3 separate regions of the Mus musculus genome follow, and regions 1 and 3 are each linked to region 2. Evidence: chromatin contacts called from public targeted proximity ligation data. All regions are on one chromosome and are shown on one strand. The core of a region is the stretch at or near the end of the contact, and the rest is flanking DNA. Distances in the headings are between cores, read along the strand shown. Region 1 has its middle 32 kb from the start of Fam111a. Region 2 overlaps Lpxn (leupaxin). Region 3 holds the start of Fam111a (family with sequence similarity 111, member A).

Evidence for each region.
Region 1: a contact with region 2 is called in a targeted proximity ligation map of memory CD8 T cells, with 89 read pairs. A contact is called at or near these places in 2 of 39 promoter capture datasets (liver and pre-B cells), 1 of 484 Hi-C or Micro-C datasets (the HL-1 cell line), 2 of 130 datasets of targeted methods (effector CD8 T cells and memory CD8 T cells) and 4 of 9 other capture datasets (adipose tissue, embryonic stem cells, liver and 1 more).
Region 3: a targeted proximity ligation map of memory CD8 T cells shows a contact between it and region 2, with 162 read pairs. A contact is called at or near these places in 1 of 39 promoter capture datasets (embryonic stem cells), 3 of 484 Hi-C or Micro-C datasets (CD8 T cells, bone marrow-derived dendritic cells and regulatory T cells), 9 of 130 datasets of targeted methods (the 230-238 cell line, CD8 T cells, the NIH/3T3 cell line and 6 more) and 2 of 9 other capture datasets (adipose tissue and pancreatic islet).

What each region holds. Positions count from the first base shown.
Region 1 is chr19:12,538,964-12,543,453 of GRCm38.p6, forward strand. No RefSeq gene overlaps it. Among named protein-coding and RNA genes, the nearest start is that of Fam111a, 32 kb to the right of the region's middle.
Region 2 is chr19:12,830,386-12,835,464 of GRCm38.p6, forward strand. It overlaps Lpxn (leupaxin), which reads left to right. Exons shown (of 9, transcript NM_134152.4): 8 at 2,223-2,371; 9 at 2,700-3,428. The coding sequence ends at 2,969. Among named protein-coding and RNA genes, the nearest start is that of Olfr1444, 29 kb to the right of the region's middle.
Region 3 is chr19:12,571,477-12,576,210 of GRCm38.p6, forward strand. It overlaps Fam111a (family with sequence similarity 111, member A), which reads left to right and starts at 2,049. Exons shown (of 4, transcript NM_026640.2): 1 at 2,049-2,104.

The sequences.
Region 1 (4,490 bases), core at 1,683-4,182, 290 kb before region 2:
ACCTTATCTTCTATAGTCACAATGCCGATTTATTTACTCAAATAAAAATAAACAGAGATATAAAAATCATTTTTCATTAACTATTTTTTATTTCTTTATTAATTTTATGTGCTTGTGTGTGTGTGGGCATTGCACCATGTAAATGAAAGGCCCATGGTAACCAAGAGAAGGGTGCTCAATTCCCTCAAACTTGAGATTCAGGGGGTTGTGAACCACTATTGCTGGGAACTGAATTTATCACCTCTGTAAGAGCAGCAAGTTCATGCATTTAACTGCAGACTAACCCTATTCTTTTAAAGAGGGCTCTTCCCAGGCAGCCTGATCTTGTAATCATACTCAGTGAGGGATTATAAGCCAGCTACCACTAACATGATGTAATTGTGCACTTTCATAGTCTTTAATCATAAAATTATTAGTCTATTGAAAAGAACATGGAAATTGTCTCTGGAACTGTCACCCATGGGTTGCTTCTTCACATTATTGTTTAAGTGATACACTAAGCTGAGTGGGAGCCATTCAAAGACTATATCCATGATCTTAACCCTTCTGTTGTAGAATCTGAGCCCTAGATTTCTGCCAATAACTACTGCTACTAAGCTACAATGGAAATCTATGTAGCCTCTCTGGACCTAGTTTCCTGTTTGCAAAAAGCAGCAGCAACTGTAAATGAGACAAATATATCCTATGGTGATATGTCCAGAAGAGTGAGTGCCCATGAGTCTAGGATCACCTCAGACTTCACTCACAGCTATATGGTCTTGAGCATGTTATTTATTTTCCACCTCTTTTTCACCCCAAAAGGCATGGCATAGACTCACCATCAACTATTGTGAAGATTAAAAATACATCATGCAAGCTGGGTATGGTAACACATACCTTTAATCCCAGTGCTCAGGAGACAGAGTCAGACAGGTCTCTGTGAGTTTGAGGCCTGATCTACAAAGCAAGTTCCAGGACATCCAAGGGCAACACAGAAGAAACCTGTCTTGAAACAAAACAAAACAAAGCAAAACAAATAAACAAACAATATGCAGGCAATGGCTTCAGGCAATGACTGCCTGTGACAGATTGATTAGGGAATATTACTGTTATTGATACTGTTATCAATACTAAGACTTAACTAGGGACACTCTTAGAACAGTGGAAGTTCTGGGGAAATGAAAATTGGAAAGCACATGAGGAACTGGACTGTGTCATAGTATTTCTGAGGCCACGGATTTATTTCTCAATCTGTTAGTGAACTTGGGGGTTACACTTAGGAAAATGAACTGAGCAGAGGAGACAGGGCAAGACAAGGCAGAGGTTCCATCATCTTATATTCTTGCTGAGGTTATTTTAGGTTTAACTCCAATTTGATCTCCTTGAAAGAATCCTATAGAAAATTCTTGCTGAGCAAGATAGCAGGCTGTGATTTTTGCCTTTAAAATCCCCTTAGTCTAAATGCTCAGGGATGTTATACTTGGGCCCCCGACTACTCTCAGCCAGTTGGAATAAAGACTTTCAATTGGCTATAGACAGTGTCTGAGTGGCCATCTCTGTTGGACTCCCTCTCCCACAGACAACAACATGAATTTTCCAGTTCCTTTGCAAGTGTTTTAGCAAGAGTTAAGAGGTTAAGAATCTACTCTGTATCCATTTCCCCACCTCCTAGCTTTTCCCCTATCCAGACAGAATCATGTTATAGCAAAATATTCAATGCTTGCAGCTATCCTAAGCCAATCCAGGAGGAGCTAGGATTCCACTGACCTTAATACAGGAGTTGCTGCCTCTTCTTCAGTGAAGTCACAAAGTAATGGAGCCTGTGGAGGGTTCCCTGACCAGTCTCCTGGCCCCACTTTTCACCACCGCAGCCAATTACCCTTTAATTTCTCATTTCCCTTTTCTCTTTCTTTCCTGTCTTCCTTACCCCTCTTCATTTACATCCTCTGCCCTACCCCCCTTAGTTCTTTTTTACGCCCTCTTACACCCCCACCCCCATTTCTTGACCAATCTTAAAGATGCTGAAAGCTTACTAGCTTGACTGATTTCTCTCTCTGTTTCGATTTCCTCAGCCAGAGTTTTAAGAAACAAGATAAGAGGAAACTGAGAAAGCTGATAACATTTGAAATGTAAATAAAGAAAATATCTAATAAAAAAAAAGAGAAGAAACAAGATAAACAGATAACAGACACCTTGTCCTAACCCACCACATTGCTGCCTCCAGGACACAGTGGGACAAGAAGCAGCCACTGAAAACAAACTTATGCTTTCCTGGTCCTCCAAATGAATGGCACTTCTGTCCTTTCCAGCCCAGGGGTTCTAGTGCTGCCAAGCCCTTGTCCACCCTGGAAAGTACCTGTGTAGTCTCTGCACTTACATACCTGCTGCACATATTGCTCTCAGCCAGCAAACCCAGCCCCTGACTCAGGTCAGCTCTTCTATGAGGAGTAATCAATTAAGCATCTCTCAGAGACATAGTCTGGTCAATGAGAACGCACTCAAGGAAGGTCTGAGTAGGTAAGGGAGCAAGGCAAAGGAGAAGAGAGGGTGGGTGAAAGGAAGCTACACCCTTAGAAAATTAATCTCTGGCCAACTGGTTTGTTTTATGCCATTCCCACCTTAAGTTTCTTTTTCTCCATTTTATTTCTGACTTTTAAGAAGGAGGGAGCACTAGCTCTCAAACTGAGTTTCATTACTCTTCCAAACCTTCCCTCTTCCTTCCCAGTCGTCCTTACCCCTCTTCATTTACATCCTCCTCTGCCCCACCCCCTTACTTCTAGTTTACTCCCTCCTAGCCTCCCTCCCCAACCATTTCCTGACCAATCTTAAAGATGCTTAAAGCTTCCTAGCTTCACTGATTTCTCTCTCTGTTTCAATTTCTCTGCTCACCCTCCCAACACCTTTCAGCATTTACATTTGCCCCATTCTCTGCTTCTTTGACAGTTGAAGAGGGGGGATGGGCTGTTTCCTGGGTGGCTAACAAGGGGCAGATCTTATCTGTCACACATAAAAGCACTTCAAAATGTAATCATATAATAAAACAGTCTTCTGTAGCAGGTGTACCCTTTTAATCCCAGCTCTCAGGAGACAGAGCCGGGTGGTTTTCTGTGAGTTCAAGAACAGTCAGGTCTATATAGCAAGCTCTAGGTCTGCTAGGGCTATACAATAGAGAGACCCAGTTTAAAAACCCCAAAACCAAACCAAAAGAAATAAAAATCCTTAAAAAGTAAATTTGCCCATTTTATTCAGCTTTTGACAAGCACAATTAAAGAAAACAGAAACTATTACAACCTCTTTTGATCCCCTCCAGGGCAGAGAACACCTGCAGAGAAGACCTTAGAGCCCTGTACTGGTTCTAGCTGGTTGCTAACCCAAATGGGGGCTCCCAGAAATCTGGTGTTAAATAAAGTTCAGTTTATTGCCCTTGGGGTAGTTAAAACAATCACTTCATGAAATCTTAGGAGAGATTCTTAGGAGAGAGTGAGGGAGAAAGATCAAGCTGAGCTGAGCAAGACTCTGACGTGCTGACTTCTGGTTTGCTGCGGGAGATTGGTTAGCATTTAGTAGCAGAGTCAAGATTTGTGGATTACAGGAAATTTAAGATTTTGAAACAAAGGGTGAGGTAATCTTGTTTTGCACAGTGTTCTTTATGTTTTCTATTGAAGGTTGGTTGGATTTTTGAGGAACCTACTGGAAAATCAAGAGGTTTTTCACCTTTCTAGTCCATGGTAGAACATTCCTACGATAACACATTTGTGTTGATGGAAACAGTTGGTGAATAGTCGTACGGATGAAGTAGCCACCTATGTGAGTGGAGCTGCTTCCTACGCACATGCCTGAGAAAGAAATCCGAATACAGCACTTACTCTGTGACACTCAACAAAACGCTGTGGGGCTGGAAAAATAGCCTACCAGATGCAGAGGTTTATTCCCCAGCACCTACATAGTGGCTCACAAGTGTCTGTGACTTCAGTTCCAGGAGATCCAATGTCCTCTTCTGACCCCTCCAGGCACTGAATACACACAGTACACAAGCATAAATCCAGGCAAACACTCACACATACAAAATTTTAAAATAAAGTAAAATCTCAATTATGATGGAAAAATCTCAGGAGGCATTTTCATGACGTGGCCAAGATGGTTTCACAGAAATTGCTTTCAAAAAATTAGCATGGGTCTCCTTCAAGCACTGCTGAAGAAATGATTACTGCAGTTCACTTTGGCTGCAGACAGAGCTGTACTTCCCACTTAAAGCATTATAGCACATGGGTGCACAGGTTTGTCTCAACTGATCTCTGAAAAAGTAAAACGTAAAAACAAAATTCTAGGCCTTTAGGCCCAGGCTTGTGAATGTGACCTTTGTGACTCAATGCTCCAAGGTATGCTAATCATAAAACAGATAGCGACATTCCTCCACCCACCCGCTTTCTGGGTTCAAAGAGTGTTCATTCAAAGAATGTGCTATTGTTAGGGCCTCTTAGAAACTGTCTTGAGAGATAACCTGAACACTT
Region 2 (5,079 bases), core at 2,151-4,650:
CCTAAGCTAGATTTGTACTTTGGTTTCTCATTGATGACCTTTAAGGAGAGGGTGAACAGCACTGTCTATTGGTATTGATGATGTAGAAATTGCCTGGAAACAAGTAAAGGCACATTTGAAGCATAGCCATACTTATGTACAAAAGAAAAATGCCCAGCCTTTAGGATGACTGCAAAACATATCTAGTTTAATTGTTCTTGAGTTGGGCTCCTCATAACCTGACAAAGTTGATTAGGTCATTATGATTTGAAATAAGTATGAAACTACACTGAAAATATTTATTAATGAAGGCACCTGGCAAAGGGACTATTTACTAGTTAGAAGCTCCTTTTTGGGTTATAGTTTATTCTTTTTCCTGGCTTTCTTGTAAATGGGTCTCCTGCCATATGGTCAGTCCATTAATTAGACGGCATCCTGACTTTTAGTCCAAGCTACATAGTCACATACAGAGCATCAATAATAACAGTTTAACTATGGAGCCTCCTGGGAAATTAAGTTCATCCACGTTTTCCCTTAGTTCAGAGAATCCCTCTTTAAGACTAAAGTTTCTAAAAGCATTGGTCCTTAGCATCCTTCCTAGGGGACTATGTCCTCAGTGCCTACATCTTTCTTTTTAATTGTTCATTATCCAGGCCATGCAGGTGCTCTCTAATTTCCCCCTTGGCTAAGAGTCACACTAGAGTGAAACCACCCTCCTCTCTCTGTGGTACTTTTAATTGTCAATGTCTCTCATTCATTCTTTTGAGGTAATTAGACCCAGAGAGAGCCTTAGGGACAGTAATGCTGAAACTTTCCCAATTTATTGGGTTACTAAGTGTGGCAACAGTATAGCAAGTTTGGTGGGTTGCTTTGATTCTCCTCCTGAGACTTATCCAAGTTGAAATGGAGGCTCTTACTCCCCTACTGTCTCACTCTGGAGACCAACTGCCCTGAAGATTTCTAAATGGAGGTCATACCTAGGTTAGGTGCATCGTCTTGCAGCTTTCTTAAGAAATACCAATTTATATCACTTGGGGGCATGTTAAAAATGCAAAATCTTCAGTACTATCACAGAAACACTGAATAAAAAAAACTAGGCACGGGTTGGGGGGAGCGGGGAGGATCTAGCAATCTGCATTTTAATAAGTTTTTAGGTGAGTGAAGCATGCTGAAAGTTAAAAAAAAGAAAGCTGTGCTATACAAAAGCAAGGAAGATGACTTCCTTTTTCCTAAGTAGTGAGTGGTTTGACATTCAGTTTCCCTTAAACAAACTCTAAATATCTTTTCAATGAGTCAGAAAAGAAAGAGAGATAAAAGTAAATTGCTCTTTCTGAGTCTGCAGGGTTCAGAGGAATAACACAGGACAGGTATGAAATGAGTTGTTTGGAGTCCTAGGTCCATAGGTCTTGCAATTTTTGCAACTCACCCATTTCTGAAAAGAAAGCTTAATTGAGTGAAGCGAGCTGCATTCAGCAGTGACAAGAACTAAGAGCAAAACCAGCAGCTATGTGATTTAGATCATACCCCTAACATGCTATTAAAGTTTTCTGATCTGGCTATTATGATCACAGGACATTTCTAGAATGTTTAGTGAGTAGGCAGCTTAAGCAATTCTCTAAACACACCTTGTTGCATTCCACTAGGCTGTCGAGGCATAGAGTGTGTTCTCATGTTACACAGTTTTGGTTAGGATATCCACACTTAGTTGACCTTCAGTTCCCACAGAGAGACCACATTTAGGATGCATTTAAGTCAGGGTGTGTGAATTTTATCTCCTCCATTGACTAGTTGGTTAAGAATAACTTATCAAAGATAATTACTCTTTAGTATTATTTTATTATAAATATGGGGAGAGGTAATGGTATCTAGTTGAGTTAGGGAAAGCAGACTATAATGACTTAAGATAAACACTTAAGTATTATAAAGATAATGAAGACAGACGAATTGACAAAAAAGGTCAGGGTCAATGCCTCTGAGAAGATGACCATTTGAGTTGAGTCACAGTTGTATCAATGTCAGGAACAGTACTTCTGGCCAAGGGAACACTTTGTATCATGGAATTAAGGAGAAATAGCCCTGATACTGAGACTGCAACCCAGAATCAATGCTGAAAAGACACCTGACTTATTTCCGTTTTGAACATGGGCACACTGAAGTTGTGAGAGGTTATAACAGTGACCTTATATTTGCTTCTAATGTAGCTTTAAAGAACTCAGACTACAGCTTTGATTTTATCTTTTCAGGCTTTCATGAGAAGGACAAGAAGCCATACTGCCGAAAGGATTTCTTAGCCATGTTCTCACCCAAATGTGGTGGCTGCAACCGCCCAGTGCTGGAAAACTACCTTTCAGCCATGAACACTGTCTGGCACCCAGAGTGCTTTGTGTGTGGGGTTTGTATGCTCAATTACCTTCAGTTTTAGGGAAAATTGAAGAGTTTTGTTTCCTAAGAGGATTAGTTTCTACTTAGTGAGATGGTTTCTAGTCTAAGGAGAGGAATCTGTGTTTCCTTGGTAGTAATTTTTTCTAAAGAAAAAGTAGCACACAGAACCAATTGTGGGCCTTTGCAGGTCTCTTTGAAAAAATGGGTAATCTAGCCTTTGTTTGTCAAGGACCTGAGCAAAATCATACAACTGGCAGGAATTTTGAAGACAAACATTTTATTTGGTGGCATTATCACTTGACATGCATTTCCTTCGTCTGTGTTCACTCCACCCGCAGGACTGCTTCAGTAGTTTTTCTTCTGGCTCCTTCTTTGAACTGGATGGCCGTCCTTTCTGTGAACTCCATTACCATCACCGCCGAGGGACCCTCTGCCATGACTGTGGGCAGCCCATCACTGGCCGTTGCATCAGTGCCATGGGACATAAATTTCATCCTGAGCACTTCGTGTGTGCTTTCTGCCTGACACAGCTGCCGAAAGGCATCTTCAAGGAGCAGAACAACAAGACCTACTGTGAAAAATGCTTCACTAAGCTCTTTTCACAGTAGTTCTCCTTTGACTCACATCTGCTTCATGTTGCCTATAAAACTGAGGCCAAGATAGGAAAGAGCATAGATTCTGTCCCCAGCCTTCTGTTCAGTGGGCTAATGGAGTACAAACGGGCCTTTGTAGATGTTACTAGGCATATACCTTCATTTTGAAGATGCTTCTCATTACTTTTTAATTATATATTTAGATTTAGATCATGCTATCAAGAGCCTCTGAAGGTATATTTCTTATGTGCACAGTTCTTTCCACTGCTGGTTTTCTCTTTCTCACCTTTGACCTCTGCTGATGCTCCATTCAAATCTTCAGATGTGGGCCACAGGGTTTTACTCTCTCTTTGCTGTCAGGGGTCACGCAATAGTCTTAAACCCTTAGTGTCTCTGCATTTTGCTTTTTAAGCGGAAGTGTATTTTTACTGACACATGTGATGAATAAAGCAGCTTGTGGTTTTGGTGACTCACTGTCATGTTCATGTGGTAGATAAATGTTCTGCTCCCACGTTAGAGAAGATCAGCCACTACTTGCAGCTGCAGTGTAATCTGTCTCTTCTTTCCTTGCATATAGCAGATACTGCCCTCCCCCAATCAGCAGACACTAACAGACAAGACCCATTGCTTATAACTCTTCCTGTTAGTCTGAGTCTTTAGCCATTTTATTTTTCAGAGGTAAATCTTTGGATCATTAGAAGCTAGCAAGGCTTTTAGAATTTGTTTTCATCATTTTCTTTATGGAAAAAGGTCTGGCTGTACATTAAATACCTTACAAATGCATTTTAAAAGTAAAGAATGAAGGATGTGTCTCCTTCAAACTCAAAACTGCCTCATGGAGAGAAATGACCAAAATCTGTGCACAGCTTCTTTGAGGAAAGATGTTAGAAAAGATGAAGTGATGGTCATTTAGTTTGGACAGGGAAGCCAAGTCACAAACACTTGTTCTTTCAAAATACATTAATTTATAGAAAACTTTACACGTTACTGAAGACTTTGACTGTCTTATATCCTATTGGTTTGTTTATGAAGTAGGCTGTACATAGAGCATAAGTAAGGCACTCATTGGGCAGGCATGGACATACTTTATTTTCTTTCTACAATCTTAAAAATAATCACATGTTTATTTTTATATAGCAAAAAAGAGACTTTTACAATCCTAGATTCCGAGTTTAAAGGCAAAAACCCCTTCACTGGAAGGTGATCCTTTAAAATAGGACTGATGCATTATTTTTAGATTGGCATGAAAATAGTACTTCTTAGAGAATTAGAATGGATGAAGTGATTCTTGGAAAAGAATTCTTTGATAGGATGAACAAAAGTGGAGTTTTGAGAGTTAAAAAGAAGTAGCGACCGTTAACGCTAAGAAATAGGGACATCCCTGGGAGGCCACAGAGATATGGAGCCATCTGTCTGTCTGTCTTGGTTGGCTGGCGAGCATAGCACAAAAAGCATATGCACTTTCAGCTTCTCTGTGCCCTCTTCACTCTGTCTTTACTGAGGACATCACTGCGGGCTTCACAGCCACTTTGGCAGGTTGACAAAGTAAACTTAAGGTTTTAGTGCAAAAGATGGAATGTTCAGGTACTGAATTTTTTTGTTTTGCTTTGGTTTGAAGAATTGACTGTTTTGACATTCTTTTACAATCTAAACACTTAAAAATAGTGAGAGAAATGCCAGGGCTTACAAGCATTCAATTTAGAATGAAAACATTTTCCTCTTGTCGTTATGTTTGCTCCAGAAGAGATGATGCCTTGAGACCCAGTCTTTTAACAGGAAAACCACCCTTAAGTACATATTCTTAAGAACCCCCATCCATACCACAAGCACATTACTTACACTGATCACCTACCTCCTTTTCTTGGTTCTAAGTAACTCCTGGGTATTTGAAAAACACAAAACCCTCCTCTTAGGCATGACTTTTCCATCCACGGCAGACATCACAGACACAGATCTCCGCTGGTGAGGGAGGGTTCCAGCCTGGTCTCCTATTCTGTGAAATAAATATTGAGCTCTCCAGGGTGATGCTTTGACAAACACATTTGCTTTTCCATGCAAGTTTGGTCATGTGCTCCTTTCATGTGGTGTGATGGCTACCACACATGTGTTCCTTTGTTTATGAACT
Region 3 (4,734 bases), core at 799-3,298, 260 kb before region 2:
AGACACAAGCTAGCAAAATGGACGTGAAAACAAGATCCATCATTCTGCTGCATATAATAAGTAAATATACTCTGACATCAAAGACAGACATTACTTCATAGTAAAGGGCTAGAAAAAGATTTTCCAAGCAAATGGACCCAAGAAGCAATCTGGTATAGGCAGTCTAATTGCTATTGAAATAAGGAAGGTGGGTGTGTTTAAAACGTAAACAGTCTTCAGATGGCTCCCATTTGACTCTCTGTATGAGTTACATAATATCATGAAGAAACTATCCAGGAGTGAATATTGTACAAATTCCCTTCTTAGCAGACAATGTTTTTAAAATCATCTCACTTCTTCTGAACATAAAATATACCCTAGAAAGAACCACGCCACAGCTGTGCTAGCACATGCATGTGAAAATCATCTGGTAGGCCACAGGAAGTCTTGAGTTTTGTCACAAATGTGTAAAATCTAGTCTAGAGGGAGACTGTGGGACTGAGTAATGATGTAAACTGACTTACATTGTTAAAAACCATTCTAGAATCTATGTGAACTACAAACTCTGGGGTGTGGTAGATGTGGAAAAGAGCATATAGCTAGATATATGTTTTAGGTTTTCAGAGATGTTTGGGTTCTCCAAGGTGGTAGCAATAGTTGTAATCTGCTCAGTCTCTGTGAGCTGCTATGGAAACAGGTTAGTTGATTCTGTGGGTTTTCTTGTGGTATGCTTGACCCCTCTGACTCCTACCATCTTCCTCCCTTTCTTCTGCAGGATTGCCCAAGCTCTTCCTAATGTTTGGCTGTGGGTTTCTGCATCTGTGTTTCCATTCATTGCTGGGTAAAGCCTTTCTGCTAATGATTATGTTAGGCGTCTGTCTGCAAGTATGAATGAATATCTTTAGTAGTGTCAGGGGTTGGCTTCCTCACATGATATGGGTCTCAAGATGGACCAGTCATCCCTGGCCACCTCCACAATTTCTGCACCACTTTTCCCCAGACTATCTTGTAGGCAGGACAATTTGTAGGTAGAATGCTTTGTGGCTGGGTTAGTGTCCCAAACTGTTCATTGGAAATCTTGTCCAGTTATAGAAGATTACTGGTTCAGGCTCTGTATCCCCCATTGCTGGGGTCACCCTTATAGATTCCTGGGACTTTCCACTGCCCTAGTTCTTTAGCCATGCCCTAAGCATCCTCCTTCTTGCCCCATAACAGTTGTGTCTCCCAGTAATCTCTTCCCACTCCCTGCCTGGCTCCCTCCCTCCTCTTCCTCCTTTTTAATCACAGCTCATATTTCTGGAGTGGACACTCTCTTTATGAGTAGAAAATATTTACTCCCAATGATGCACATCTGGAAAAAAATCAATTTATTAGGTCATCGAGATGACTCAGCATCTGCTGCCAAGTCTGACTGAGTTTGATCCACTAGACTCACATGGTAGGAAAGAGCCTGAATTCCTGAAAGTTGTGACATGTGGCATACACACACATACACATATTACACACAAATAATAAATTTAATACATTTTTGAAAAATGAGTCTTTGACAAGGATTTGCAGCTTCTTTCTGATTTGTTCAAGTACTGAAGCTGGTCTGCTGTGGGGATGTTACCCCCTAGAAAGGCCCTGAGTCCTCCAGCCTTCCTCCTCCTAGCTCATTCTCTTCCTGCCTGCAGCCAGAAAGCATGTCACTAACCTGCTGCCCTGGTCTCTCTTGCTATTTGGAAGAAAATCCCTGGACCTGCCTGAAACCAGGAGGGAACCCAGATCTAGTCCTGGCTCCTCAGCTTCCCACTGAGTCCAGTTAGCATACCTCATTTGACTAGGCTCTAAAAGGAGATCCCTGGAGAGTAGAGGACCACACCCACTCGATTGGCGGGCTTCCTTGACTAGGCGGCCCTTAGAGACCAGGGCGGATGCACACTGCGCTTGCTCTGGTCCAGTCCCGCGCTCTGAATGCAGCCAATGGACTGAAGCACAGCTGGTTGCTGTTCAGAGAAAGGACCAATCCGCAGTCTCTCCACCCTCTGAACAAAGACGTCAAATGACAGTCTGGTTCTGTTTTTTCTAAAAGACCCGGGATTCCAGCGGCTGGAGCGAAGCTGCCATAGAGTGGAAAGATCCAGTAAGTAAAAAGCCACTTTAAGATTAATTTCTTCATGTCAGAATGTGGTGTGCAGCAAATATTCACCAATATATTTAGCAAGTCTATTTCATCTTGGAATAAAAATACACAAGTGACAAATACTGATTTCTTTCTCAGGCTTGCCTAGCAGGTGGAGTGGAAGCTATCCATATTCGAATAGGTGGTTACTACATTAACCTGATTTGTCTGCTGTTTCCATCAACATAACCCAGTATGTTCTGCTGAGGACTAGAAAATACCAGTCATCTTTAGTGTTCTTTAAGGGCACTGTGACGGTTTCCTCCCAAAAGCAGACTTAATGCTAGATGTTGGGTTCAAGTGTAGCTGGTCCTAGCTGTGAGCCAGGGAAGGTGGCAGGTCCATAAACAAACTGTGCTACTCTGAAATGAAGAGTGGGTGAAATCTCAGGCACACTGGTGGCATGGGGGAACTTCTAGCGCTGGAAAGCCCTTGGGACAGAGGCAGAAGGGCTAACCCATCTGAAGGACCCAGGGAGCCCAGGGTTGTTTTCAGCATTCTAGCCTCAGCGTGCTGGTATTGATGATGTGGTAGTGTAGGAAGAGGCAGGCTTAGATCAGCTCTGGTCTTTGCCTCTGGAAAGCCTTTCTGAGAGAAAAGTAAGTAGGCAAGAATGTGCACATGGCTAGCCAGAAAATAAGCGCCTTTAAGAGAGGGGGAAGTGAAGGTGGGGGAGGGAGACAAGGGGCTGGAGAGGAAGTTATTAGGCAATAGGGAGGGACGGATGTGGCTCAGAAGCCAGAAAGAGGCTTAAAGGGGCTTGGTGGGGCAGGGCGTTATTCAGAAATAGGGAGAGTGAGAAAGGCCAGGGGAAAGAAAAAGGGGGCAAGAGAAAGGGGAAGAAGATGGAGAAAGCAATTCCAGGAAACTGTTAGGGAGACCGAGGATGGGACTTGGTACAGGCCATATTGGTTTATTGCTCTACTAAAGAAAGATAGTACATGTAAGTACTTTGTCTTCTCAAATTATAATGTGGTATACTCGGAGGAATTTGTATTCACATCATTCTAACTGAAAAAGCAAGGAGGAGTGGAGGCAGGAGGGGATCATATGCCGGGCATGGTGGCGCACACCTTTCATCCCAGCACTGGGGAGGCAGAGGCAGGCAGATTTTTGAGTTTGAGGCCAGCCTGGTCTACAAAGTGAGTTTCAGGATCCCCAGAGCTATACAGAGAAACCCTGTCTCGAAAAACAAACAAACAAACAAACAAACAAACAAACAAACGAAGGAGGGGATCATACAATGAACTTCCAAATACCTATCATATAGCAAATAATTCTGTATTAGAGGATATTTCCACCATTTTTTTTTGAGACAAAGTCTCATTTAACTCAGGCTGGCTGTGGACATTTTAACCTGATCCTCCTCCACATTCTAATAAAATATGACCCAGCATGAATACCGAAAATCGTTTGTGTGGGGGTAGATATGGAATGATTCAGAATTGTTTAAGCATGTGCCTGTGAACTGCCAAATTCATATTTCTTTCTGTTAGCTTTTATATTTTACAATATGAACCATCAACAGACAGGGAACCTCACATTGTTTTTCTGGTTGAACAGAAATTTCTGCCCACCAAGATCAGCTAGTCCAGACCAGTTCCTCAAGTACTCATGCACTATCATTTTCTTAAGTCCAAGGCGTGTCCCTGTGGGTAAATATTGGCCTCAATCCCAGCACTAGCAGGAATATTCTCTGAGTAATCGTTCACAGATGGCCGTTCAATTTTCACAGCAGATGAGGATGACTCTGCCCCTCCTTTTAGGGTGAGGAAGAGGCAGAAAGTAGCCAGTAGCCGGGCGGTGGTGGCCCAAGCCTTTAAAATCCCAGCACTCGGGAGGCAGAGGCAGGCAGATTTCTGAGTTCGAGGCCAGCCTGGTCTACAAAGTGAGTTCCAGGACAGCCAGGGCTATACAGAGAAACCCTGTCTCAAAAACCAAAAACCAAAAAAAAAAAAAAAAAAAAAAGAAAGAAAAAGAAAGGAAGGAGCCAGCCAGTAAGCCCAGGTCCCTGCAGCTCCAACATGGCTGCCTAAGCTAAGCCCGTACTCTTGGCATTCACCCTGCTGTGCAAATTCTCATAGGATGTCCCTGCCATATTTTTAGTTGCTTCTGCTTTTCACAAACACAGAACTAGTTCAGGGGGGCTAGTAGACATCCTTCCTAGCTCCTTAGCAGCAGTTACTGGTAGAAATCTAGGACTCAGGTGCTACAATGGAGGGGTTAAGATCATGGACACAGGCTTTACATGGCTCCCACCGGGTATGTGCTTCAATTACACATAGAGAAAAGAAGCAAGCCGTGGGTGGCTGTCCGCAGACAACCTTTCTGTTTTCGTCTGATCACTTTCTACATGGATGGAAACACGACTAAAATGCATAATTAAGTTGGGTGTGCTGTGCTCACTTTCGTCCCAACTCTGAGGAGGGTGAGACAGGAGGGTGGCCAGTTTGAGGTCATCTTGGCCTACAAAACAAGACATGTTTTAAAGGAAAAAAAAAAAATAAAGGTGATGTCTGTATCTTAGTTGCATTTTGATGTGAATAAATTGGCACTGCAATTGTACAAAAAGACAATCCTAACTTGTTGAG